3 separate regions of the Mus musculus genome follow, and all the other regions are linked to region 1. A link is a contact called in public Hi-C data. All regions are on one chromosome and are shown on one strand. The core of a region is the stretch at or near the end of the contact, and the rest is flanking DNA. Distances in the headings are between cores, read along the strand shown. Region 1 overlaps Macrod2 (mono-ADP ribosylhydrolase 2). Region 2 has its middle 15 kb from the start of Otor. Region 3 overlaps Macrod2 (mono-ADP ribosylhydrolase 2).

The links. Hi-C and Micro-C count contacts between places; a contact is called where the count stands out from the background.
Region 2: a contact with region 1 is called in a Hi-C map of forebrain, with 7 times the contacts expected there. The contact joins two enhancer-like sites. A contact is called at or near these places in 1 of 39 promoter capture datasets (hippocampal neurons) and 11 of 484 Hi-C or Micro-C datasets (the N1E-115 cell line, cerebellum, cerebral cortex and 7 more).
Region 3: a contact with region 1 is called in a Hi-C map of cortical neurons, with 4 times the contacts expected there. The contact joins two enhancer-like sites. A contact is called at or near these places in 4 of 484 Hi-C or Micro-C datasets (cerebral cortex, cortical neurons and tail fibroblasts) and 2 of 115 datasets of contacts at active chromatin or transcription factors (astrocytes and neural progenitor cells).

Annotation. Positions count from the first base shown.
Region 1 is chr2:142,252,537-142,256,386 of GRCm38.p6, forward strand. All of the region lies in intron 11 of Macrod2 (mono-ADP ribosylhydrolase 2), which reads left to right. Among named protein-coding and RNA genes, the nearest start is that of Gm25583, 610 kb to the left of the region's middle. Within about 2 kb of position 1,880, at least 20 of the 459 cell types and tissues checked have an H3K27ac peak or open chromatin away from gene starts, as enhancers often do. A contact at or near this core is called in cortical neurons, forebrain and hippocampal neurons, where this site is marked.
Region 2 is chr2:143,091,913-143,095,762 of GRCm38.p6, forward strand. No RefSeq gene overlaps it. Among named protein-coding and RNA genes, the nearest start is that of Otor, 15 kb to the left of the region's middle. Within about 2 kb of position 2,054, at least 14 of the 459 cell types and tissues checked have an H3K27ac peak or open chromatin away from gene starts, as enhancers often do. A contact at or near this core is called in cortical neurons, forebrain and hippocampal neurons, where this site is marked.
Region 3 is chr2:141,734,947-141,738,796 of GRCm38.p6, forward strand. All of the region lies in intron 7 of Macrod2 (mono-ADP ribosylhydrolase 2), which reads left to right. Among named protein-coding and RNA genes, the nearest start is that of Gm25583, 96 kb to the left of the region's middle. Within about 2 kb of position 2,240, at least 9 of the 459 cell types and tissues checked have an H3K27ac peak or open chromatin away from gene starts, as enhancers often do. A contact at or near this core is called in cortical neurons, where this site is marked.

The DNA.
Region 1 (3,850 bases), core at 630-3,129:
ACTATATACAAGTACCTACAATATACACAAAAGTGTCAACACTTAGTAAGAAATAACAGAAAAACATACCATATATATTACTCAACTATTATCAGTTACTTTCATCAATAATAATGCCAAAAGTTCTCCTGACTTCTAGTTACTTACAAGAAGGTTTTTGGTTTTGGTTTTGGTTTTTCTCATGCTCATGGGAACCTGAGTCTGCAGGTTGTAGGTTGGTCACCTGATCAACTAGATTGGCTAGGATCGGCTAGGTGGTTCCATTTTGAGATGTGAATTCCTTAATCTTGTCCTCACTCTACTCTGGGTCGAAGGCTGTTCTACCTACTTCTTGTCCTCCGTCAACCAGCACCTGACAAAGCGTCTTCTTCCCCATGGCAGACGGTGGAAGCACAAGACACATGTCCAGCTCTGCAGCACATTGAAGTACTGCTGGTCTTATCCACTTGTCTTTAATTGTCCAGGTCAAGCAGCTAAGTCCAACGTCAGGGACGTGAGCTTCCTACTCTCCGACGGAGGACACTGACAAACAGTTATACCGTAGACCAAGAATTTAATCTGTGAACTGCTGTATCTGAACTGATTTGCTTGTGTCTAAAATTCCGGAGACCAGAGTAAGAAAAGGTAACAGCGTGCCAGCGATCAGTACACGTCAGCCCGCTGGCCCAGCAGTAGCCAGGGACTTACCCTGATTGATTTCCCTTCCCTATTTCCGTTTCTATGCATAGCTGTGGAAAGAAGTAAAAATATCAAGATAACACCTTCAGGCCATAATGCTGGGATTCCGCCTTGCCATCTCTCTCAATAGAGAATTAAACACGCACAGAATTCCTGTCACAGCCCAGCGGTGACAGATCCCTTCTTTGAGAATGAATTTATTCTGCAGGCAAAAACTCTCATATTATTCATGTAAACTTCATGGAATGTGTTCTTGCAAATAGCACATGCTTAATAAATATGGTTTAAAAGATAGATGGTCAGAAATAATACTAAAAACACCGGGAAGGAGACAACAGAAAAATTCTTGCTGGTTATTCTGCTTTTTAGGGTGGGAAAATAAAACGCCACATCACACACTACACAAAAGCCATGGAAGTGTATTATCACAAGTGGATAGATGTTCCTACATGTGCAGTAGCTGGGAAACTCTAGCTTCTGTGGGACATTTATTTTTCAGCTAACAAAATAGCCCAGTGCTTCCCTGTAGGTAGGTATTGCTTCACATTTATTGTAACCCTTTTAAAGTCCCTTCTAGAAACCACAAGTTTATATGCCCTACCCCACTTAACTTTTTATTCTTTATATGTTTCCTGTGAAGATAGACAGATTGAGCTGCTCCTTACCAAACACTTATTGGTAACCGGGTAATGAGAGTCCGTGTGGTGTCTTCCTCTCCCTCCACCTCCACCCCACGCATACACCGGCAGAGGCCCACTTTTTCAGTAAGAACTCACTCGGTGGAAGCATTTAAAATGGATGGAAAGATAGAACGCAGCCAGAATGTCCTTCTAAAAGACAGTGAAATGCATGCTAATCTAATTGCCCAAGAGTGCACGGTGGGCTTTGAGAGCAAGTCTTCTGCATTGGCGCCCCCTGCTGGATTTGAGCGTGAATTGTCTCTGAAATTGAAAACGTACCTTTACAGCTGAGGGCATGCTACTCAAGTGGCAAACCCAGCCTACTTCTAGAATACCTTTCTTCCAAGATAAACATGCGAAGTGATTCCTAAGCTGGCTTCCCAAGAGCAGAAATACTCACGTAGAAAATTACAGCTGAAACTCAAAATAGGGAAGAAAAACGTGCCCCTGGGATGTTTGTTAGGGAGATCTATGACCTGCATGGGAAGGCAGAGGAAATCCTGGGTGAGCTGCTGAGTAAACCCCTGTATAAGAGCACTGCATCTGGGCATCTGAATGTGAATTTCTTTTTAACTGCCAGAAACAGTTCCTTACATTCCTAAGACTTGTTTCCTTCTCTGACTGTATTCTCCAGTTAAGGATCCTCTCTGTCTCTGTCGTAGTCACACTAGAAGGGACATAGGAACCAGACTAATTTTAAAGGCAGCCTGTCACCTACAGACTTCAGACCTTTTGTGAAATCTACATTATGAAGTCTGTCTGTTCGAGGAAAGCTGGCAGATCTTCTCCTGCTTGTTCAGTCCATTTGGTAGGGAGGAAGGGAAGAAATAATTGGCTAAATTTTTGGCACGTGTTCTCGAACCAGCTTGGCCTTATTAAGGGAACAAGAACAACCGTGATGGCTATTTCCTCCCAAGAACAAAAATCAGTGCTGTCATCCTCATGAAGATTCTCAACAGCAGGTGCTGTGTGGTGCTGTTAAATATGTCACTTACTGCAGTGGATTTAAAGACACACCGAGAAGTCCCTAGCTTCTCATATTCAAAATTGCTCTGTTCTCCGCAAGCTGAACAAACGGAGTAGATCCTGTACATACTCAGGTATTAATTGACTGCAGTCTTGTTCACAGTGGATGCTGTCCGGTGGATTGCTTTCAGAGTATCTTGGTAATGGGTCTCTCCAAGTTCTAGGGTTGTTGTTTTATCTCTGCTAGTCAAGCCCCCCTCCCCGCCCTCGGGGAGGATTCTCATACGTCTGCTTTTGCATGAAGAACAGGTAGCAAAACAGCCCATGCCTACCTTCCCAGCACTCAGGAGATACAATCGTGAAAACTGCAAGGTCAAGGCCAGACTGGACACAGAGTGAAACCCTGTCTCAAAGCTCAAATCAAACCAAACCAGAAAAGAATGAGCAGCACCAAGGGGTGGCACTGAAAACACAGTAAGATCATAAGTGTTGGTAACTTAGGCCTACTTGTGGGCCAGGGATGGAGAGGGCACGGCAGTCTTTCTGCTCTGGGACATTGGCTAAGGTGGCAACTCTGCATCCTACAAGCAGCTGGGATGGACTAGAAGATGCAACACTGTCTCCCTAATGGGTCTTGCTTCCTCACAGCTTGGTCCCATGGCCCTCTCTGTCCAGGGTAGTCTAGTCTGAACTGCATTGCAGTTATGGCTCCCTTTCCCAAAGGAGAAAGCAAGAACTGTCACTCTGAGGCAGCTCAGAAGGCTCAAGACATCATTTCTACCTTAACCCCTTGGTCAAACAAGTAACAAGACATATTGTGTCCACACAGAAGGGAGTTAGCTGCTGCTCCTGGACAAAAGGCCTTATGATCATTTGTACTTCATATTGCTAGCTTCTTATTTTCAGTCCTCTGTATATAACTACATTTTATATTCCATTCCTGTATCTTCAGATAAGGTAATGATCTACATTGCTCTTTTCACAAAAGTGTTTTTGGAGATCTCCCCAAAATTAATTATAAAATCAGGCCTTTACTTGCCCTTGGGAGTACATTTTCTCTGCCCATGAATTCACAAATTTTAAGACAAAAAAATAATTAGTTGCAAGTAGCCAGCCTCCAATGCAGCCGCCCATTTAGTTATGTTTTTCAGAGTTCTACAGTTGATCAGCGTAATGAATTCAGGACAAAAAAAAAAATTACGCATTGATGTGTTAGACCACCATATACAAGATAAATGAAAATAAAATTTTTGAAAGCACATATCTAACGAAAACATAAAAGGCATAGAAAATCAGCCAAGCTCCTTACACTGAGAATGTCACTTGATTCAGAGCCGGAAAGAAGATTGAAGTAAAACGTGTTTGGCATCTTTGGAGATGGCCAGCAAAAGGAGAAATGCTTCCAGCACCAGAGTGAATATTATTTACTTCAGTGTTGTTTTTACCTCTAGCAAATCCTGGGAGAAGAGACGAGTACAAATGCACCTCTTTATGTGGGGGGCCTCTTCTATTTCATGCCTCTGATT
Region 2 (3,850 bases), core at 804-3,303, 840 kb after region 1:
CCCATGGCTGTCCACATCACTGGGTCTTTGGCCACTTGTGGTTTGCTCTCTTTGGATATTCCTTTTGCCTTCCCTCACTCCAAAATGATATAAGGGACTTTAAAAATTAACTTCTAAATATTTCCCTGGATGGTATTATTATTGTGCTAAATATCAAGCCAGGGTCTCATGGATGGTAGCCGAGTGCCCTCCCTCTGAGCTACTTTCCCAGTTCTTCTCTGGGCTTTAAAACGTACTGTCGGCGACCCCCACGGATGGATGGACTGCACAGGGCTTTGGTTCCTGAGAAGAAGCACCACCAGCCCTTGTCGTGACAATTTTGGTTTCTTTAAAAAGCATTAAAAATGATACATTTTAGTTTTAATCCTAGGTGTGGGGTATAGGCCTACTTCAGATTGTCCACGGCAGCTGACTATGATTTGACTTGTGCTCTAGCAAGGGCGTGATTTTGCCAGTGGCAGATAGTGTCTACAACTGTGTGATGTTTAGAATCTGGGCACTTTTCAGAGGGCATATAAATGCTAGGGCCTGAGAGTCAGGGTAGGTTGCTGGTTGTTGGTTGGTTGGTGTTGGTTGCAATTTTTTAAGTAGTCATGCACAAAATAATAATAATAGTAATAATAATAATAATAATAATAATAATAATAATAATAATAATAATAAAAATTAGGTATACAGTGAAGGTCAAACTTGCCCCAAGAAACTTGATGCTCATAAATCAGCTGGAAGCAGCATAACGATAATGTTACCCCACTTTTTCCCTCTGTCCTTTTTTCTCTTCTATCTAGTGTTAGGGGGTTGAAAGGGCAAAAGAGGTGGAGAAGGGCAGAAGAATGAAGAATCCACAAGGTAGCCACAAGAATGGCCTTCCATGCTGTTTGGACAATAGACAGAAGAGGCATCAGTTGGACCTGCTGGGATGCAGCAGTAGATGTTTACCAATCCTGTAGAAAAATGCCACAGGAATTATGGGCCACTATGAAAGGATGGACTTACAAATCTCAGTGCCACATACAGCAGCTAGGGTGATGACCAGAATCAACATGCGTGAGCACTGATGATACACTGATGTATTGGGTTAGCTTGCTCAGAAGTAGACCCAAAGGTGGAGACTTATGCTTAGTGATTTATCAAAGAATAGCTCTCAGGGGAAGTGGATAGTATGGAGCAGAAGGACAGGAAAAGGAAGGAACTCAGCCAGAATGCCACCTCAGGTAAAGTCTTGGTGGCTGGCTCTGGCCTGACCCCAGAGAGGACTTGAGCTATGCTCCTGTATGCTAAATCACCACAGAGCCACTCATCTCCAAGGCAAGGAAGCTAGGCTGTCTCTGTATACTCTTTGGCATATTCTTTGGTATGGTCTGAACAAATTTCCTGATTTCATGTATTGGAAACTTAATGCACACGATCTTATGGTAAGGATAGTTACGATGTTTGCATTTGAGAGATCATGGAGCTGTGAGGGCTTAGCTCATTAATGGATTGGCTCAGGAGTGGCTTTGTTGAGGAAGCAGACTCTGCAGCAAGTGCTTATTCTGTTTTGCCTCATCCCCTTTTACCAAGTCACTACAGGGCAAGAAAAGTCTTCACCAGACAACATGAACGTTCTACCTTTGAAACAGTGAGCTAAGTAACTGTTCTTCATAAAGAACCCAACCTCTAGTATTGTGTTACGGTGATAGACAAGTCATTGGCTAAGGATTTTAGTAGGTAAGCATCATTACCACGAAGTTCTGCAGTTTGGCAAAGATGGTTCCAGTAGGTTGTGATTGCTAGAGATTGGAAACAAACAGTAGAACCCCAGAAGCTCATAAATAGAGGCGTCTGCCCACCACACTGACCTCATCTGCTGCAGCTGCCTTCGCAAGGGGCCAACTTTCACTTTGTTTGTCCTCACCCTCACAGGATCTCAGAATATTCAGGAAGTCCTGTTGCACCCCCTGGAGCTTCTGCAGCTAATCTAGCCTAGGATTCTCTCAGTGATGTACTTCTGTACACCGTGAAACTTTACGATAGGGCTAGGGTGACCTCCAGTGGTTGGTCTGGATCCAGCACACAGGGCTACATTTCCAAAGGAAACCAGGTACGGTTGTCATGGAAGCATCCAGACTAGTTACTCATGGAGCCTCCATTTCGTCTCTTCCCATCAAGGCATGATATTTAAATCTGCCTGACACCTGGCACAGATAAGAGGTATTAATATGCCTTTGCTGCAGACCTTAAAAATAAATTTGACAGATTTGAAAATCCGCATGTTAGGGGAAAGCGGATGGTTCTCTTTCAAACCCATCTTGCCTGTTTCCTTTTGATATGGAGCCCTGCAGAGTTTATAATTTGTTTGAGTTGGTTTAATTCATTTCTAGAAAGCAGCAATAACACCTTGCGCTCAGAGTGGTAGCTTGTCTGGAGAACAATTAACACGGCTCCTGGTGTCTTGGATGGCTCTGCGGGGTGGCTCCAAAAGACAACATTTGTCATTTGAGCCATAAAGCAGGGGTGGGAGGCTGAGATCTGAAGCCAGATGACCAGCTTTGTGACGGTCTGTAAGCGTGCTCATGACATTCTGCTGGAATATGGCTAGTGAAAACCATCCCTTTATTTTCTACTTCAGGGAACAACATAGTTCTTAACCAAAAGTTATTCTGACTCATTACGGCCAGTAGCATTTGGAAACTTTCAGGCGTGGCTGGAGGAGACTACTAACATTCAGGAGCAAGAGCCAGGGATGCTGCTAAACCTCTATGGTTGATGGTGCTAAAGACAGCACCCCATCAGTGGGTACTCTGAACCCCTGTGTGAGCAGCACCGAGTTGAAAGTAACCTACACTAAAAGGTGACATGAATAATCAGTTGGTGAATTTGGAAAGAATGACAAATACCAGGCAGGCCTAACCAATTATCCAGGTAGGTATGTTTTGTAAGTCCTTTTTTTTTTGTAACGAGTCATTAGGTAGAGCCAAAACATGAAAAATAGGATTCTGCAGATTCACTGTCGCACGCTTATCATATACACAGCTTGCAACCCAGACAGAACTGCCACCTGCCATCAGCAACATATGGAAGAGCACCCACGAACCCTTTTCTCTATTGTTCCCAACACCTCACCCCTTGCTGCTTTTCTCCTGGTTTGACATCTCTCCCAGAGCCATCTCTAACACATCAGCTCCACGGGGGCTCCGGGCTGGTGAAGTACTGACACATGATGGGGTCAAAAGGGTTCCTTGCATTTCTTCTGGAATCTATTTCCCATCTCCTCCAAGAGATAGCCTAATTGCCTTTCAAACAGCTATCATGCCCTCTTTGCTTTACGACTTCTTCCTGAAGATGATTACAATGTCTTCTTACTTTTCAAATAAAAATAGCACTTCCTTGCCCCTCTGTAATGTGTGCATTGTCGACTTCAATAACACCAGCTGTCTCTTCCGGGCTTGTCTTTCTGTTTTCCTTTATACCACTTTCTCTGCTATCGTCATCCTGTCTAACCTTTCTCTGAAGATCTTCCTACGCACATCATTATATTTAGAGGGTCTTTGTGCATTTGTGGACACAATTAAAATTTAAACATTGCACACTGGTTCAATGTTGACACTGCTTTTTTGCTTAGAGAGAGCAATTGTTAAATATTAGTATAAACTGTGCAATATACACTGCAGCACAGGCTTCAGTTCTGGGAAAGGAAGAAGTGTATCAACCAATTTTCATATATGAGAAGCGCAGATTCAAGAGATATGTAGCTGGGCATGGTAATACACCTGTAGTCTTATCACTAAGGAAGTTGAGGCAGGAGGATTTTGACTTTGATACAGCTTGAACTACACAGAAGGATACTTTCAGGGACTGGGAGAGGGAG
Region 3 (3,850 bases), core at 990-3,489, 520 kb before region 1:
CCTTTGCTGCTACTCAGAGGCCTTTGAGTCCAATTGCCTGGAAATGAGACCAGTGATCTCATCATGCCCTGCTCTCTGACTCTTATGTAGCAATTACCATGGGACTAAAATGTTTCCCAATGTAGACAACTTGCTCTTCTAGGCTCCCTACAGTTTATGTAAGCCCTAGAAACTATACAGAAACATTTCAAACTTGTTTGTAAGTAAATTAAAGATTCAATAAGAGAGATGAACCAGTAGTCATTATTAGTGGTCTTGAAAGTGAACTTCTGTGTTGTAAGGCAGCACGGATAACATAAATCACATTTCCCTACAATCATTTAAACTATTCCTTCATAAGCAACATTGAGGAATATTATCCCATTTCTTGTAATGAAGAGATAAGAAACCTACTATTTGTTTTGGTTTTCTCAAATATCCTAAATATATATATATATATATATATATTCTTTCTTTCTAAGACCACAGGCACAGACTCTTGGCATTCAAGCCACTTGAGAAGTCATATTGGACACTTACCTTCCTGGTTCAAAAAATGGGACACAGAGATTCTGAGTATTGTCTAGCAACACTCAGCCTAATTAATCTAAGATCTAGGTCACTGCCAGTCCAGGCAACAGGCTAGAAGGACAAGTATAGAGAATTAGGAATCCATTGGATCTGAGATTTCAGTCTAGAATCATCTATACACTAATCTCATTTTCAAACTTCGGTTCCAAGCCTCTTCCTTTTTTTCAATGTTTTTTTCTGTTTTTGTTGTTGTTGTTGTTGTTTTGTTTTGTTTTATACATGAGTATTCTGTATTTACATCACTTCTGTTCTTTCCTCTTTCTGCTCTAACTCCTTCTGTGTCCACCCTCCCTCAGGTTAGTGTTACCCATATGGTCATGTGTTTACAGGTGACCACTTGGGATTGGATAACCATGGGGACTGTCCCTGTAGAAAAATTATTCTTGATCTGAGACAGTCGTTGATTCCCTGTAGCTGGTAATCTAGGTCTGGGACTTTGTGAAATCGGGCTTCCTTTTGTAGGAAGAAGAGGAACGAGTTGGGTTGAAGTTTTTCCTGATCTTCATGGAGTCCCAAAGATTGATGGCCAGTAGGAGTTTTTAACTTCTCTAGTATCCATTTTCACTCTTACTTCTGTATCCAAACTGCTGATTTTAGCCAAATCATGTTTATAAGAACCACCCTGTATCAAGCCATTGGCTGCACTATTTGTAACCTTTGACAGCTGAATTAACATAGAAAGTAACCGTACATCCATCTTTCTTTGCATCATCTCAGCATGTCTTCCACTCCATCATCAGAGTGACTGTTAAAGGAAAAACTGACACATGTCTATTTTCAGGGTACCAGGGAATAGCCTATGCAAGGGAGGAATTTTTTTTTTTTAGTTGAATTTGCTTCTATATTCTAAAGCCTGAGTATATTGCAATCTTCTTAAAATGCTCCATATTACTTACTATTTAGCCAATGTTTCAGCCCCTTCCAATAAATTGTCTTGTATTATTAAGCCTCAAGAAGATGCTCATCCTGTGGTTTATGGTGCTGCTGGCCAACTGTCAAAGCCCCATTCTGAAAAGTCAGGCAGGAATTCTACCAACCTTGTAAATGCCAGTCCCTGCATATAATTACAGAAGCCTGGGAGAATGATCACCAGCAGCCAAAGGGCTCTAGCCTTCTGCAAATTCTGAATCCTTTAGCAAGCCAGAAGACCTGCCTACACTGCCCTAGGGAAAGGTTAGTATCCTAAATTATAGCATCTCAACTCTTTGTTCAGCTTTACAAATATCTTGTCTTCTCATCCATAGTGAAGAAAGAAATGCACAGCATCGCTGTTTCTCTGTTATATATGGATGGAAGTGAGGACTCATCAGCTTTTCCATCCTTTTTAAAACAATGAAAACATATCTCACTGCCAGCATCAAATTGTGATTCGCATCCAGGGATCCAAGTGATGTAAAAATAGGCATCTTGCAATGCTTTTCTTAGATTGCTCTGCATATTCTGAAGGCAGAACTAGGGGATATGTGGTATGTTTTTCAGGGGAGAGGGGATGAAGTGTAGGAGGTTTTGATAGGAAGTGTCCTAATGCGGCTCCTCGTCCAAAAGACCTCAGTCTGAACTCTGTACATTACCAGGAAAGGTAAGATGTAGGAACTGTGGTGTGAAGATGGCAGAGATGAAGGACATCAGGAAGAGATGGCAATGTCCGGGAGCTGAACAAGTGGGCTGCAAACTGATGGCAGGGTAGACATTCTGAATCAGACATAGACTGGCTACAGGATGCACTGACACATGCAGCCCATCTGCACCAAGGAATCTTCTTTGTTTCCCTGGTCTTTCCACTTGGCATTCTTCTTCCTATCTTTATACTTACCAACTGTTTCTGCATTCCAGCTACATCTTGCCAGAAACAGTGCCTGTCTGAGATGTAGTCATAGGGCCAGAGCACCTATGGGGCTGCTTTGCCCAGTTCTTCTTGTTCACTTACCACAGGGCCATCCCAGTCTCCATATAGCTTCCTTACTATTCATGAAACCCAGTGCTTCAGGGTGATACTGTGTTGGATAAACTGGCCCTGGCCTTTTCTATCTCAGTGTCATGTCTTGTCTGAAGAAGCACCATTTTTAGGATGTCACCTGAAATGTGGTAGTTACTTAAGATATTCAAAAACAAACTAGGTCTTTTCAAGTGAAGCTGTTTGTTTGTTTGCTTGCTTGCTTGCATTGCTGTGTGGTGAGGTTAAGAGTTAAGCCAAGTGGAGAAAGGACTAATTGTAGGACATGTCAGCTTTGTTCATGCTATCAAGAAAATCAAAGGTGAATAGAGGCTAGCTCAAGTTTACGTAAAACCTTTGTATTCACCCTTATGAGGTGACTGGACACTGTTTCTCCAGTCACTTACTTTATGGTTAACTTAATCCTATCTGTTCCTTAGCCCTCAGCTCTTTTCTTTATAATATCCTGCCATAGGCTATTGAGCTCACCATTTGCAGTGAAAGCTTACCAGGGTCCATTCTTGCTTCTTAGATGTTGCTTAGGGAGGTATGCTGCCAGTAGTAGAGATGAGCTATCCTCAGGATAAGACAAAACCATCAGCAAGATCTGTCAACCCTCCTAGGGCTCTACCTTGTTCCGGAATTCTTCAACATTTACCCACAGATGCTGCTATTCTCTCCATGAGCCTTGCTTCTATTGAGTACTGTGTAGTCTGGAGAGTCCTCATTGTCCCGTTTTTGTGCAAACCACCCTAAGCATGACTCTGAGAGGAACAACCTCCCCAAATAGTCCAAGCAGAGCCTGCTGTACTGCCAGCTCCGTGACTCTCCTTCATGGTCTATGTTGCATCTGACAATTTAGGTGTATTTGGGTGACTGTTTTACAGCTTTTAACGTCTGGATTTGCTTACTCTGGTCCCCAGTGTTTGATAAATGATAGTCAGTATATTCTTGTTAAATGAACGCATAAATTTTCCTGTAAAATAAGATCCACCTCTGTATTCTTTCTTGTAATTTAAATCACTTTTGAGCTTTTTCTGACAGCAAAATTACAAGGCCTGGTATTACTTTGTGAGAATGTGGATTTTGTTTCCAGTAATCAAGTGGGAAACATTTGGAGATGACAGCATGTGAGTTGCAGTTCTTATACATTATCCTGTCTTCCTGCTTCCTTCCCTTAGAGAACATACAACCAGATAAATAGGGTTTTTTTTTCTCCCTCCTTGCAACCACATTACTACAGTAATGTCCCTACAAATGACTATCTTTTAAAGGGATCATCTCTTAGACCCTTGAAAGGCTTCAAGCAGATCATCAGAGTGCCAGGTGGGTTTGTCCATCCAAATT